Regions from separate parts of the Hordeum vulgare genome. Here region 2 is linked to region 1. The links are chromatin contacts, called in public Hi-C maps. All regions are on one chromosome and are shown on one strand. Each heading gives the region's core, a stretch centred on a gene start, on an enhancer-like site or on the middle of the called end of the contact. The rest is flanking DNA. Distances are from core to core; before and after follow the strand shown. Region 1 holds the start of LOC123449265 (heat stress transcription factor A-9-like). Region 2 has its middle 67 kb from the start of LOC123449265.

Region 1 (7,939 bases), core at 2,585-5,084:
CAGATTTTCAAAAAACTAGGTCACAAATATGTGAATGCCAATAGGACCAAGAGATGCCGGCATAAAATGCTGACTCTAAATTCTGAAAGGGCAGTAACCTAATACTATCACAAAGGAATCATGTTCAAGTGCTATCGCCAATATGTTATTTGAATATCTGGCGAATATGCTTGCGTAAAACATCTAAATGCTGCCGCCTACTATTTCCTGCATGCATCTTGTTTTGTGCTTGTTGACAAAGAATATCAAATTGAACATGATTAAATTTTGATGACATTTGTTACTGCTAAAGTACACAGCTGCATTTTGTTCTGTTCAGCAAATATGAAGTAACTTTCAGTAAATAAAACATAATGGTGATCTTTTATGGACCCACGCGAACCTAATGTAATCTTGCCACATAATGTGTTCCTAGACCACCACCTATGCTTCAGTTATGACATCAGCTGAAATAAGAAAGTGAGTCAGATTTGTATAGAATCGCTGAGATGGTAACAGAACGCCATATAGTAACATAATAAATACTCCTAGACGGAAAAAAAATCATTTCCTTGACAGAAGAAGGAAATAGCATGGGTTTTTGAGAGAATTCCTTATTTGGCCCTTTCTTAAATTCTTCTTCCCTATTTGGCCCTAAATATTATTTTTTTCCCTATTTGACATCTAAACTTCATTTCCTTCCTAATATGGCCCTGTAGTGCAATCTGAACACTAACGGTGTTAAATGTGGTTGTAAAATGACTCTTTTGCCCTTGATGAATTGTGGGAACAAAAGTTACTCTCTAGTGTGTGTGACATATTTAAGCCAATAAAAACGTACCAGTAGCTCAATAACCGTTGAAAGCATCCAAAATGGAACTACTGGTACGTTTTTATTGGCTTAAATATGTCACACACACTAGAGAGTAACTTTTGTTCCCACAATTCATCAAGGGCAAAAGAGTCATTTTACAACCACATTTAACACCGTTAGTGTTCAGATTGCACTACAGGGCCATATTAGGAAGGAAATGAAGTTTAGATGTCAAATAGGGAAAAAAATAATATTTAGGGCCAAATAGGGAAGAAGAATTTAAGAAAGGGCCAAATAAGGAATTCTCTCTATAAACTTTGCAAAATCCTACTAATCTGAACTCCACTTGTGCACCTGAAGTGCATAGCGTGTCATTGTGCATACAAAATTAGCAGCTACATAGAATACAGTCTCTGCATGCTTTGCAGAAAAAGAACAAAAGAAACATTCGGCATACAACAAACTAGGGAATACCATATTGAGGGTTATTGTGGTTATGCTGTGCTTCCATCTGACAGTCCTGCTCTGACTGTGGAGATTCATCATAATCTTGAATAGTTAAAGTAAGTTCCCCGTCTTCGCCAAACCACAGTTGCATGTCATCAAAGTCTGGTAGAGCAGGCATGTCAGCAAAAATGTCCCCGGATGAACCTTGTGTGTTGAGGTTGTCTGAGGTCGTTTCAGTGTCGATGTCCATGGGCATGTTAAGTGGAGGACTTGAGATTGGTTCTGCGGTGGCCGACAAATATGCTTCATCTGCTATTACTTGGCTAGAGGTTTCAGGGACAGGGGGGCGATACTGAATAATTTCGGCCCCTGCGCCAGAAGTCTCCTGATCAGTTACAGGACCCTGCTCTAGAGCAGGGAACCTCCTTTTCTTGTTTCCATCCTCATAACGCCAGCTGTTCCTGCGCTGCTGCTGCTGCTGCTGCACAAGCTGGTTGAGAAGACTAGGGTTCTGGACAACGATTGCTAGAAGTGCCATCATCTGCTTCTGGTTCTGTTCCATTAGTTGAAGGCGTTGAATCAAACTCTGGACTTCAAGGTTAGAGCTTTGCTGGTAGTGCCTGAGATCCACAAGCTGCTGCATTAGAAGAGCTTTATCCCTCTTAAGGGTTTCCACCTCCTTTACAAGCCCGCCATATCTTCCTATTTCAATATTTTCAGTACCAGGTGAAGCTTTGACAGGTGCCTTCTCCAACTCACGACTTGCTTCCTGAGGTCTCTTCTTTCTCTTAATGATTTTCAGAAGATGCTTTTGGCCCCTAAGAAACCCCTCATTGGCCCACTCCCATCTATCAGGGTCAACTTTACGAAATCCCTAGATAGCAAGAAGAAGCATGGATAAGTTGACCAAATAAATGCATAAAACCGAAGATAGAGAAGATAGAGTGCATCCAAAACATACAACAGCGCTATTTATGCAAGGTTTTCTGAAGATAGCAGATCATGTGATGCTTCCACTGATTTCATTGCAGTGTTGAAAGTTACTCCCTCTGTACCTAAATAATTGTAGTTGGGCAGAACTAGACTAGTTTTCCCCAACTACAATTGTTTAGGTACAGAGGGAGTACATGCTTCATGAGGAAGTTTTACCAAAAGTATATATGGAGCCAAGAGCAGCAATTCATGTGGTCCATACAAAATCTTTAAGAGCAGGTATACAATCCAGTGACAAAAAATCAGTCTGCTCTTGTACTCAGCAAATGGACATGAAAGAATCGGTATAAAAATTGGAAGGAAAAGCTGGTAAGTATTGAATCCCTGGCTGCAAGAATCTGGCTCCAGCCACTGGATACTGATAGGCACTCCTCAAAAGCACAACATCATTCATCAAATACCTTTGGGTATGTAAAACAAAGTTCCAATCAGCATAAAAGAAATGCTCACACAGAAGATTAGCTGTCAGCCAATGATATTATGTCAATGCAAACCAAACATTTATTTGATTTCATTCAGAAACACCACAGTCAGGATACTATTTACGTTAAGCATGAAGCGAAGACACTACATGAAGTAGCTTCTTTCTCTTATAATACTATATAAATAAAGTTCCGTAGATGCCAAATATATAGAATCCAAAATACAGAAAGGAGTTTCGACAGCATGCATTCCATACCAATAGCACTAGAGGCAGGTTCAGCAGATAGTTATTTTGATCAGATCCACAAAATTCCATTGGTCACAAGCACAACTGTATTTCATATATATAAAGAAGGCTGCTAAAAGCATTTTGACTAGTGAATACCAAAGCATGGACAGATTTGGCACAGCTGTTTTAGCCCGGATCGTTAAGTCCCCATATTACTCCAATTCAAAATGTATTGTCACAACAAGCACGAAATTGAACATAGGAACAGCCTGTAACAAACAGGCATCGAGAGAAAATGATGACGCGTTCAAACAGGTTTGTCCAATTTACATCGGAAGCTACCCCAGAGAGTCAACTGCTGACAAAATCCTCAGCTAGCCGCAACAGCACATTACGAATATACTCCCTCCGTTCCTAAATATAAGTCTTTTTAGACATTTCAACAGGGGACTACATACGTAATAAAATGAGTGAACCTACACATTAAAATATGTCTATATACATCCGTATGTAGTTTTCTATTGAAATGTCTAAAAAGACTTATATTTAGGAACGGAGGGAGTATATATTTACAATAAAGGAAACATGCTCCGCGATAGCAATAGCACCCAATTCAACTCAAAATCATCGGAAAGGGGCGAGGAGGGCGAGCGAGGGGATCTCACATAGGTGTTGAGCTGGCGTATGAAGCTGCTGAAGTTGTTGTGCTTGAAGTGGTGGCGGAGCAGGTCGCGCTCGAAGGCGTGCGCGTCCCAGATCACGAAGCTGTTGCCGGCGTCGGACCACGACATGACCCTGTCGGTGGCCGCGTCCGAGACCATGTCGTAGACCTTGGTGAGGAACGGCGCCACCTCCGGCGGCTTCGGCACCGCCCCCACCGGCGCCGGCGCGGCCCCGGCCGAAGAGGGGCCCGCGGCGGAGGGCGGGGGCGAGCCTTTGCTTGAGCCCATGGCGGAAACCCTAGCTTCCTTGGAGATTGAGGCGGCGACGTGAGGCGAGACGGGAGGAGGGAGGCCTATCGGAGTGGGGATTTCGGATGATTTTGGTTGAATTTTTGTGCGCGTTGGGTCGGATTTGGGGGGCTGCGACTTGTTCCTGCCTGTGCTTGGGCTGCCTTCCTTCAGGATTAAGAAAGAAAGGAAGAAATCTATGGAGTTCAAAACGAGAGGAAAAAAAAAATGTGTGGTAGGGTAGGTGATATTTGTGCGTGCGTCAGACCACGCAAGGCGCGTGCCCGGAAATTGCTTTAGAATAAAAAAATAACGCAGAAAAGAAAAGCACGTACGTGTTTTCGACTTACAGCTGCGCCCTCGTGTTTTTATTCGACGATGACTTGTGGGCCTGAGTGCGTCGGGACCCACGTGTCGGCGTGCGAGAGTTACGCGTAAGGCGTGACGATTTCATGTGCGGCGAGAGTTTTCCGCATTTTGCGCTTCTTCTTTTTTGCTGTGGGGCGGAGGAGCCAGTTTGGTTGCGTCGCGTCCCGCTCGATGGCATGGGCGGGGCCGGTGGGAGCTGGGAAGCAGCGCTCCGTTCGAACAACTCTTAAAGAAAAGGACGAAGGAGGAATTCACACGGAGAGACTGATATGTGGCCCTGGAACGACGGGCCAGATGGCAAGTACGGGTGTCGCGGTCATGCAGGGGCAAGTCGCCGACGTCATTGCTGTCCTTGGGCTTGGAGTTAGACTGGACTGGAATTACACTGTCAAACTCGTTTCCACACGCAAGGACCAGGAGCTCGTTCAGTCCAGTCTAGTCCAACGTTAGATGGGCCTGTTCGACATAGAGGCTTGGACCGGCCGAATAACATTTGCAGGAAACTAGGCGTCAACCGAATGATTACGACAGATTCAGGTCATGTTTGTTTTAAAAAGTCATAGGTTTTTTTAATCATAACTAAATAAATTCTAGTCACTATCTGTTTGGTTCCAGGGATTAAATATAAACTTCAGGTTATTAAATAATATATTAAAAGACCATGTTCCCCCTATAAATGGACTAGAGGTCATACCTGGCCAAACGCTGGCCCGGCACGGCACGCCCCGTGCTAAACGTGTCTGGTCCGACAAGGCCCGCCGATGCACGTTTATTAATCGGGTCGTGACGTGCCAGCCAGTGGGTTGTGCCTCCAAACCCAGGCACGGCCCCGTTACTAAACGAGCCGGCTTGTTGGTCCGATTAGCACGCTGGGCTGCATAATTTTAGCCTCATGGGCTTATTGTTAGGCTTATTGGAACATATATTATGTATATATATGTATATATATATATATTAAAAATATCTAAAAATATGTATAAAAAAGGATCGTGTCGTGCCCAGCCTCCAGGCCCAGGCATGACCCGTTCAAATCGTGTTGTGCGTGGCCCATGGCGGGCCATGTCGGCGGGCTCGCGGGCTGGCCTGTTTAGCCCGGCCCGTTTGGCCAGGTATGCTAGAGGTTATTAAATGACATTCTAAAAGGAGGGACACTGTTGAAAAGAGTCTTAAAAAGACTCTTCCTTTGGGACTTCTTTATTTAGTCCCAAATGTCCACTTTTAGTCCCTAAAAATCCTTCATGTTTGGTTTAGATGAGACTACTTTTAGTCCCTACACCAAAGTCACTGTAAACAAACACCTCCTCAACTCAAAAAAGAGAAAGACTGATTCTCGCAGAAAAATCAATCGGCTCACCGAGCGTCTAATACTCATCCCCCCCCCCCCCTTCATCGCCCCCCCCCCCCCCCCCCCCCCTCTATCATAGAACCCTCGATAAAGAATCAAAAGGTACTTGAAGACGACTTTGAATGGGAGGAGGGTTTTTTTAGGGGTCTGCTACCAATCATCCGACGTAGGGAAATCAGTCGGGTCCCCAATCATCCGATCGAATGCCCCACAAACGTTGGATTAAGTTAAGTTAGACACATCGTTCTCACGCAATACAACGTCGATGTGGCCTCGTCTTCCTTGCCTTGCAGCCAACACAACAATTCGTTCACAGCCACCTTGTCGCGCTCGCTGGCAGCACCAGGCTCAGCCCATTGTTGTTCCTCACCTTGCATCGCGCTCGCGGCAGCACCACCCCTGCAGTACACCGCCACCGGGCATGGGAGCTCGCTTCTGCACCATCGCCGCCGGTCGTGGTAACGACGTCGTCGATGCAGCACCGGGACGCCTCATATGAGTGCTGCATCAGAGAGCCCCATTGCAGCTCTGCCGCCGGCAACGAGCGCTCCATTGCAGCTCCTCTATGGGCGACGAGCGCTCCATTGCTGCTCCTTCGCGGACGACGAGCGCTCCATTGTAGCTCCTCCATGGGCGACAAGCGCTCCATTGTTGCTTCTCCGTGGACGACGAACGCTCCATTGCAGCTCCATTGCCAGCGATGAGTGCTCCATTGTTGCTCCTCCGTTGGCAACGAGCGCTCCGTTACAGCTCCTTCGTGGACGTCGAGCACCCCATTTCAGTTGCGCTGCCGACGACGAGCGCTCCATTGATGCTCCGCCGCGGGCGATGAACGCTCCATTGCAGCTCCACTGCCAGCGACGAGTGCTCCACTGCTGCTCCTCCGTAGGCGACAAACGCTCTGTTACAGCTTCCCCGCCGTCGACGAGCGCTCCTCGTGAGAGCACGAGGCTGCATTGCAACGCAGTCGAGGTTGTAATGCAGCGCAACGGCTGTGGACAAGTTTTTATGTTGCATCCCACCTATCGTGGACAAGCCGCTTCTTTGCAGCACTTGCTCGTGGCTCTCGTCGACGAGCGTCGTTCTGCATCGCCGTCTACAAGCCCCGAACCCCCTGCTGCTGTGGTGGTGTTCGCCATGGCTCCCCTCCATGGACGCTTCTTTGCAGCTTTGCCGCCTCCAGCGATGCAACCGAGGAGCTCCAGCTACTAGTGCCAATGGCCGGTGTTGAACTCTTATAATTCCTAGTTGTTTTGGTAGTGCTGGCCGTGACTCCTCTCCTCTGGCGATGGATGCAAGGAAAAGAGATAAGAAAGAAAAATGTGTGGAGGAGCAGCTTCGTAGAGGTAGAGAACTAGAGATAGAATAAGGTTGGCTGGTTGGGAGAAGTATAAAGCGGTGGACAGCCTGGGCACGTGGCGCTCGGAGAAGAAGGCTTACGAGGGAGAGAGATCACTCGGATGACTTTTAACATTTTCTTTTTTTATCCCCCTAACCTTATTTTTATGTCGTATTCGTGTTCAATCCCTCGAACCATTGTAGGATGATTTTTCTAAGGCCTTGAATTCAGGATCAGTGTCCTTATCCCACTATGAGAAGGTAGATGCGGGAAGCCAATGTAATGCCTCAAGTGTGTGATTGTCATATTTGGAACCTATTGCATATGGGTCCACCCTGTCATGTATGATGATGTCATTTTGTGTCATGATTTCATGTGTGTCCCTTACTACTTCCTTCCCTTGCATGCATGCATAACATATCATGTCTTGTCCATGTTTTGTGTTGTTGCAATATGGCCATATAATTTCATGTGGTGGTTGTGATCTTGTGGTTAGGTACCTTGTGATGCTTGTGATCTTGTGAATTCATGTGGGATGCTCATGAGATGTTGGGGTGAGTAGAATTGATGTGGTGGTTGTTTACTTCAAGCCCTTCTCTAAATCAAAAGACCTTTTTCTCTCTTTTATTCTCAAGTTCAAATTCTACTTGCTCCTAAGTTGTTTTAAAAATGTCTTTTATTTAGGAAATATTGTGGGTATATTTGGGGTGCTAAATTTGGTGTTTTGGAAAGTGTTTTGAAGGTGCAAATAAACACAAAACAGAATCTACAATGTTGTTTTGTATTTATTTCTTATGTCCCAAAAATCATTCTGTTATTTTATTTATTTAGCTTGCTATTTTTCAGGCCCAGGAACATTTTTGTTTTTAATTTATCTTCTTTGCTTTTCTCTGTGGCCTTTTTCCTTTTCTCTGTGGTTTTATTTAATAGGAATCTGTAGGGAGGGCTTTTTCCTTTAAGTGACGTTGTGGTGGGCTTCCTCCCACCAGAGAGGCCCATCTCTCCCAGTAGCGCAGCAGTAGCCCAGTCCCGCGTTCGTCTCCTACCTGTC
Region 2 (7,939 bases), core at 3,065-5,564, 68 kb after region 1:
CCCAAAATCAAGTTTTTAAAAAAATTAAAACACTTTTCGAATCACAACAGTTTTTTGAAAAAATCATTTTTTAAAAGTCATGAACACTTTGTAAAGACCATAACTTTTTACCAACAATAAAAACAGTTTAAAAATAAACGCAGAAAAAGAGGAAGAAGAAAGAACGGTAGAAAAAGAAAAACATGAAGAAAAGAAATGAGAAAAATCCGCTCAGAAACCTTGTAAAAGTTTTCCAAAAGCACGCTCTGTTTCTGCTCAGATGAGCTGACCGATGTTGTGCGTTGGCTAGCTCGCGTCGGTGCAAGGTAGCGATAATTTGTGGCAGAGTGCGGCAAATAGGGTTTAGCGTTGGGACAGGTTCGACGCGATCAAATCATCATAATCCATTTCTCCCCCGTGCATTCTCGCACGTGAGTATGCGGTCACCAATGTTTTCATTCCGGCATAACCTACCCAAGACTACAACATGGACAGCGAAACCTCATTAATTACTATTCCCTCCGTTTCAATTTTTTTTCTTTTAGATCTGTTTAGATATAAATGTGTCCAATCACATTTTAATATTTAGATACATTCATTTATAGACAAACATAAGACAAGAATTTTGGAATGGAACGAGTAATTAGCACCTTCATTAGGCTCGTCATAGTGGAAGTAACTTAAGTAGTATCATAATCTTGGGACTAGTAAAATGCTGATGTGACAGACAATTAAAGAAGAGACAGAAGGTTAAAGTAACATAATGTAGATAGATACCGTAATATGTTAAATGCTATGCTACTATGTCTCTTGCATGTCAATAAATAAAACCATCTATGATACTTCCTCCTTTTCAAAATTTTTGTTTTATCTTTGTTTAGAAATGAATGTATCTAAATACTAAAACTTGACTAGATACATTCGTATCTAAACAAATCTAAGACAAGAATTTTGGGACGGAGAGAGTACTAGTTTATGATAATATGCATTATAAAGATAGTATCATACCATAATATCATATGCATGATATTTACTATGTGATACTTCCCACTGTGAGGCTCACTCATTTTCTTCAAGTCCCAGCGGATTAAGTAGTCTGAGTCCCACCTCATTGGAAAACGGAGCTTATCCACATCGCAGTGGGTGCCACGGACCACGGGGCCCGACCATTCATTGGTCACGGACAAAAACAAGATGTTAAGATATACCCTAGATTAATCCCCACTCAAAAGTTGAAAGATAGATTAGTCCCTAAGCAAAGATTCCTTGGAGCTCATCTTCTTTGGCTGCCCTCGTCCTGGTGAACATGCACGGCACATGCAGCCTCCCTAAACAATCCTGGGCCTCGTACCGTCCGGATAGAGAGCATTATATTCATGCAACTTGATCATCGACCGGTACGTGGCTACAAAATTAATAATGTTATCTCGTTGTTGTGTTTTTAAGAGACCTGTACGATGTGTCAGTGGATCCAGATGGACAGTTAATTAACCTTTTGCAGCCTGCCTGAGAACTCTGCTGCTTCACAGGATGCAGATGAGATGAATTTCGAAGCAGCACTTTACCTCTGAATCAATCAGTTTTTACTCCGGTTTTGTGGGCGGGGTCAGTTTGCCCACGCACAAATTCAAATTGCTGATGGTTGCAACAGTCGGCAAGGCACTAGGACTTGTACACGAGAATCTGAATCTCACTAACAAGAAAAGCTCAGAGGGCGTTGCATGTTTGCTGACCATCTGCGGCCGAAAGGAATGAGTAGCCAAGTCTAGCCGCCCGTTGCTACTATGAATCGCCGTCGAATATTTAGACGACTTTGGTGCCCTAGCGTTCGCTTGGAAGGAAGGAATCTCGAGATCTTTCGAGATTTAATCAATATATATGATCCATTATCAGCTGAAACTTTCTCGTCGTGCATGATGATGCTTTCGCTTGTCTGATTCCTTCCCTTATCCCTCGCTTGATGGAAGCTGACGCAGAGGCGCCACCCTTGGTCTGGCTCGGCCGGACACGAAATCACTGCATGCGGGCCCGCCCGCATGATGGACGGGTACCCCATCTGCTGCATCTTAACTGATCTTCTTCCACTGACACGGGGACCTAATTAACAAACCAAAGCTCGCCTGCCAAGTGACACCATATGTCCATATCTGGTGTGAAAGGTGCTGCAAACTAGTGTGAATATATGTATCCAGAGTTTCAAATAAGTTTATTGTGAATCCGTATCAGATTACGTTCGACTGTCTAAAATAGTACTCCTTTTGTTCAATAATATAAGACGTTATTACACTCAATATACTCTCATATTGGATATAATAACATCTTATATTTTAAAACGGAGGAAATACTACTCATGTATGTCCTGAAGATTAGTACGAATGGTAGAAAAAGAAGGCCTAAATCAAACACAGTATGTTTTTAGGTGGTTTCTTCTATGAAAACGTCATGTCAATACACACGGATCGCACTAGGGACGGCATCAAAAAGCTAAAGGTGGTTATAATATACTTGTAGTTCCTAAGGGTGTCTCAAAAAATCACATCTATAACATCGCTAGCCGTTTGATAAAACCCCCCATCATTTTTGTTTTGACAAAGAGGAGATAAAAATGGTCTGCCCACTCTCGGTGAGCCATATATTGTATAATTTTATATCTAGGTCATCAATTTTTTTCATAAAGATGTGTCTCCGTCACGAGTTACCATAAAACTGCCAAACTCACCTCTTTTCGTTTCTCTTATGTTAAGGAAGGGCTCCACATATTATCGACGAGTTTGATGCACACGCCGTTCATGTTAATCATATTCATAAAGAAATATAAAGAAACAATTATCATCATTTTATGTAGGTTATCATCGTCGTATAGTGTGACGAATCGGTAATTCATGTTATGTCTAACTCTTGACTTTTTCCCTGCATGCCATCCATGCTCAAGAAATGCTGATACTTTTAGCATATTTTGTCAACTTACTTGGATATCCTAACTGCAATCAAGAAAAGTGTAGAATATTTTGGTCAGGTGTTAAGATCACTTTCCGGGAGAGAAATCTATGCAAACTTATGATTAAGGATGTTTGGTCATATAATTTTATCGTCGTAGTCAAACGAAACCGTCGTACAATGCCAAAATGAACTTTCGTGATCTCGGTGCTCATAGGATAAAACTCCTGGAAAACATACGCAAGCATATTACGCATCGCCGTCGGACATCAATAGCCTGCCAACTAATTTACATTACTAGTATATTTTTCAGGTCTCCATGTTTCTGATTTTCTTAATGAAAACCAGGGAAACCCTTTTCATCTAAAATTAATCATTTTTTTCCAGCTAGAGCTCTGTCCATAATACAGCCCCGCAAAGAATGAGGTAGCCATGTACTCCTCCTACATGACTGCCGGGTAATTACAGAGATGCACACAAGATGGGAAAATGTTTTAGCTGTTGTTTTCCATGTCATCCGTTGGTTTGAGATGCCGCTGTAAATTGCAGCGCAGCGAGACATGGCCCAATAAACACGTGCGTTTGCCTGGTGACTGAATCATCTGATGATAGTCCAATTCGCTATCTTATTCTTACGTGTGATTTTCACTCCAAATATCTGAGCTTTTCACGCAAACCGCGAGATGCAGAGAAGTTCTTGTATGGACCCCCGGCAGCACAGCTATGTCCCCCATGTTCCCACGATAGACAAAATTGTACTCTTTTTGTTTAGAACAATCGTTGGAAAAATATCAAACCCGATGAGGGAGCAAAAAACATTGCTATCGCGGTACGTAGCAGGTTCACTGATTGTTGCCAAGATCAAGCATCCATCTTCCCTGGCATCCCAAGATAAACTATAATACCATCTCTATCTGGTCAGTGATGGTAGGAGGTTAAATTATTCAGCCTTGATAGAATCGGGACATGGTTCGTTGCTTGTTGAGCTTTTGCTTTTGCATCGGTTTAGGAGTCGGGCGTGTTCGGCTCCATCGCCGGTCCAAGCAATGGCTTCTCTCACACTGTGTAGCAAAGCTGCGTGTCTAGTGAAGCTCAAACCAATTGCTATGCCAAGTGCGAGCCTCTTTGTTTTGTCAAAAAATTAAGTAAGATGATATGGACGGCGATTTATTTCGACTTGCACGCAAGCCTGAATGTATTTAGCTTCATGTCTATTAGGCTATGATTATACCGAGGATAGTACTTACCAGTGAAGGCTTTTCCGTATAGTAGTACTTGGAAAGGGACATCATGTATTGTGACTGGTAATAAATTATAAAACACCCTAATCATTTCCGTTTAAACTACAGCAGAAAGGAGACAAGGAACCGCCTACCTACCGAGCACAGCTCCACGGCTCCATCTGTGGTGAACAGGAATCCACACGGAATCTTTCGCAGAAGAAACCGATTCAAGGAGGAGTCCCTGTCCGGTCCAACAATCGGTTGTGCTGTTTCTGGCTTTCTTTGCAGGTAGAGATCAATCATGAAGAGGAGGCCGTCATCTTCATAGGTAGAGTACCACTGAAAATGCCCAGACGGACGAACCGTAGCTAACTAGGCGGCCAAAAACAAAAAAAGTGGCAGGAAATTCTGTGTGAAGCACGAATTGTTAGATTTGGCCCATGTCATGCGATCATGTCCATGCGCATGCCGTATGGCGTGGCGCCCCCTTGCGGCAGCGTACGAAAGCCGTTCCGTGCGGGCTCTCTTCCCGGCCGTGCAGCACGAAGGGCGGGTCACCGTCGGATCACATGCACTGATGCACAGCAAACAAGGCATTTAAGAACACTAGAGCCGGAGGCATCCAGTGATCCAGGCAACATGCACTACTCCAGGATACGAATCTCACACAGAGGTACAGTACCTGAGGAGAAAAAAATCCCGACCGAACTTCCAGTAGACAACGACTGATGAGTGATGACCGAGCTAGTAGCTGGTTAGGTTGGCCGTAATTCTCAAAATGTTCTCTTTGCAGTGCAGTTTTCACGGCACCCGCAGACACATTATTAGGGCCAAGATGGCCGGACCTTGGACAAAATTTCCACCCATCACGATCCATTAATTTTTGGCAGTTCAGCCGTACGTCCGTCCGTCCAACCAGACACCAAGACCGGACCGGGCCTTGACAAGGAGACCCCACCCCACATGCACAAGGTGAGCCACAGCCAGCCTGCCTGATGAGAATACCGCAGCCCCTGTGCTGTGCTTGAAAAAGCCTTCTCGACCGAAACACTGCGCATTTGCTTCCCCTTCGCGATAATATGGGAGGGAGCGCCAACAGTTTTATTTCATCAACCAAAACTGGCCAGGAAGCGATGACGCCGACGTGATGAGCGGTGGGCGTCGGCGGCCACACGGCACGGGGCGTTCCGGCAAAGCCAACAAACCGCCGCTGCGGATGAATGAGATCTGATCCGTTCGATTTGCTGGACCAGGTTCGATCCGGTCTCCTTCCGCACCGTGATAAACTGATGATGCGGATATTTATTCTGAACTGGTAACAGTGCACGTGCGTTAATCGAATGAATTTCCTCATTCATCAGGTTGTATTAAGCTTGCACGTGTAACACACGTTTTATTGAAATTTAATGAATAAACAATATTTAAATATATGAAGCTTACATTTTAAGTTTACATATAGTCTCTTGCACAAGCAAGGATTTAGCAAACATTCCATATACTCTACGAAATTTAAATCTTGACTAGATATGTACTGACTTTCCTAAAGCATATTGATATCAAATCCGTCACCAGCATTCACAAATCAACTTTCCTAAAGCATATTGATATCAAATCCGTCACTAGCATTCACAAATCAAGAATCTTAATAAACATCCGTAACATTTCTTCCTTTCTTAGCCAATAAAATATGTATTATAATTCATAGGCATCTACAAATCGTATATACAAGGTAGAATTAATCAGAATATATTTTCACAATATTATGACAGCTATTGTTCGCCACTATTTAGCTGCTAAGACCATCGCCAATGTTGACCGAAACACCACCTCCAGGCTGAATCATGTTTTCCTGCATCATTTAGCGCATAGAATATCTTTCTTGTTTCCAGGCTACATGTTGTTTTTGATCAAAATCAATAATTTAGTGACAATTGTTCTTCGCAAAATCAACAGTTTGCTTGCTCCTTGTCTCAACACATAAAAATAAAATCAAATATATCTTAAGGTAAGTAAATATAGAAATTTCATCTAAAAATAAAACATAAAAGCTATGTCAGCCATATGAGAGTTTCATTCTGATTCCGGCAACCTCATTTGAAATCTCAACAAATTAAAGTATAATGTGCCTATTCATTAATTACATTATAATTCAAGTCCATTTATGCTATAAAGGAATAAATCAGATCTATATAAATATCATGAATATAGAATAACAAACCGCAACATAAATATATTATTTACAACAATAATTCCAACTGAAAATCAGTAAGCGAATCTATGTAGCAAATGGATAAACGGTTAGGATCTTGCAAGAAAAAAAAGATACCACAGTAAATCTTACACATACACAACTGCACATCTTCACACAGGAGACAACAACCTTGTCGGTGTCAAGACATTCAGAACAAGAATCCTTCCTCAAAGGATGCACATAATAGCAAGCTGCAAATGCAAGTTCATAGACCTAAGCAACAGGGTAATGATGGCCACAACGCTAGAAATCACACTAATAATACTGTAATACATATACGTCATCTACACTCCATCGTTCTTCCTAGACCTGACAAGAACACACCTCAACAAGCAACCGATACACGCTTAATTTACACATGGAAATGGAATTTATCATGGATAGAGTTACCCTTATCTCTGTTAGCTAAGCACTCAGGACCACCTTTGGTTTTATTATGGCATCCCTTCTCCTTCCTGTCAGGATCCTCTTGAGCAAGTTGGGGTTCCCCTTCTGCTTGCTTGGGACAACGGCCAGTGATACGGCCTTGGCAGCAGCTTCTTTTTCTTGCAACTTTCTCTCACATCGTAAGGTTTGGCGGATGGAACCACTGGTGTGGGGTGAGAATAATACGATACTGAATCATCACCTCCCTCGTCGGCAGAAAATCTTCTTTCATGTGGTGGCCTTATTTCTAAGCATATAATCTCCTTGGTCTTCGGGGAGCTGAGGTCATCAAATCCCTCGTCATCGACGGCTAGCATCTCATTCAGTGACTGAGACCGAGGTTTTCGCTCTGGAAGGACCAAGGTGGCATCCTTTGGCGATGCAAGTGCTTTTAGTTTCTTTCCTAGGCTTAGGATTGTCTCCTGACACTCAATGAGCTTCTCTGATGCTGTCGAGATCTACAGCTGCTGTGTGAACAAGGGGATTAAATGTTAACTATAGAAAGTTATTTACTGGTAAACTGTCCAAATGAAGGTAATAACTCATGGACTAAAGATCCCTCCAAAGCAGGGTGTACTCAAGGAACCAGCAAATTGATTGAATGGATCTGAAAACATGTTCAATTCTTTCCAGTGGTTTCACAACAAGGGCAGTCAAGTCGGGTATTTTTCCATCATATATGGTCACAAAATTGTAATATACAAAATGAACATAATAGAGAAAAGACAACATCAATATGGAGCAAATTTCTTACATAAGACTGTAAATTCAAATATATATTTTCTTTCTCCTAAAAAAATAAGCAATCTTTAAAACAACAAAATTTAACAAATAAGATAGTGTAGATCTTACCGTTTGTAGATTTTTGTCTTTATTCCCAGCAACACGTTTTGAGTCTTCTTCAGTAGATTAACTGCCTCCCTCTAGATTGCCCTTGTTTACCTGAGAGTAATTGAGCACGTGCAACGCACGTCTCCACCAACACACATAAAATCCGTCTGAATATAAAGTATAAATTTGTATTCTATAAATTCTGAAAAATGGAACAAGGCATGACAAAGAAAAAAATTGATGCACAACAATGTGTGTTTTTAACATCAACTCGTAAATGATGTCAATGATT

The links. Hi-C and Micro-C count contacts between places; a contact is called where the count stands out from the background.
Region 2: a Hi-C map of leaf shows a contact between it and region 1, with 5 times the contacts expected there. The contact joins the enhancer-like site here to the promoter of LOC123449265 in region 1. A contact is called at or near these places in 3 of 6 Hi-C or Micro-C datasets (leaf and seedling).

Annotation. Positions count from the first base shown.
Region 1 is chr4H:525,145,778-525,153,716 of MorexV3_pseudomolecules_assembly, forward strand. It overlaps LOC123449265 (heat stress transcription factor A-9-like), which reads right to left and starts at 3,835. Exons shown (of 2, transcript XM_045126412.1): 1 at 3,551-3,835; 2 at 1,257-2,114. The coding sequence starts at 3,835. The coding sequence ends at 1,257. It also overlaps the pseudogene LOC123450689.
Region 2 is chr4H:525,213,122-525,221,060 of MorexV3_pseudomolecules_assembly, forward strand. No RefSeq gene overlaps it. Among protein-coding and RNA genes, the nearest start is that of LOC123449265, 67 kb to the left of the region's middle. Within about 2 kb of position 4,315, at least 3 of the 3 cell types and tissues checked have open chromatin away from gene starts, as enhancers often do. A contact at or near this core is called in leaf and seedling, where this site is marked.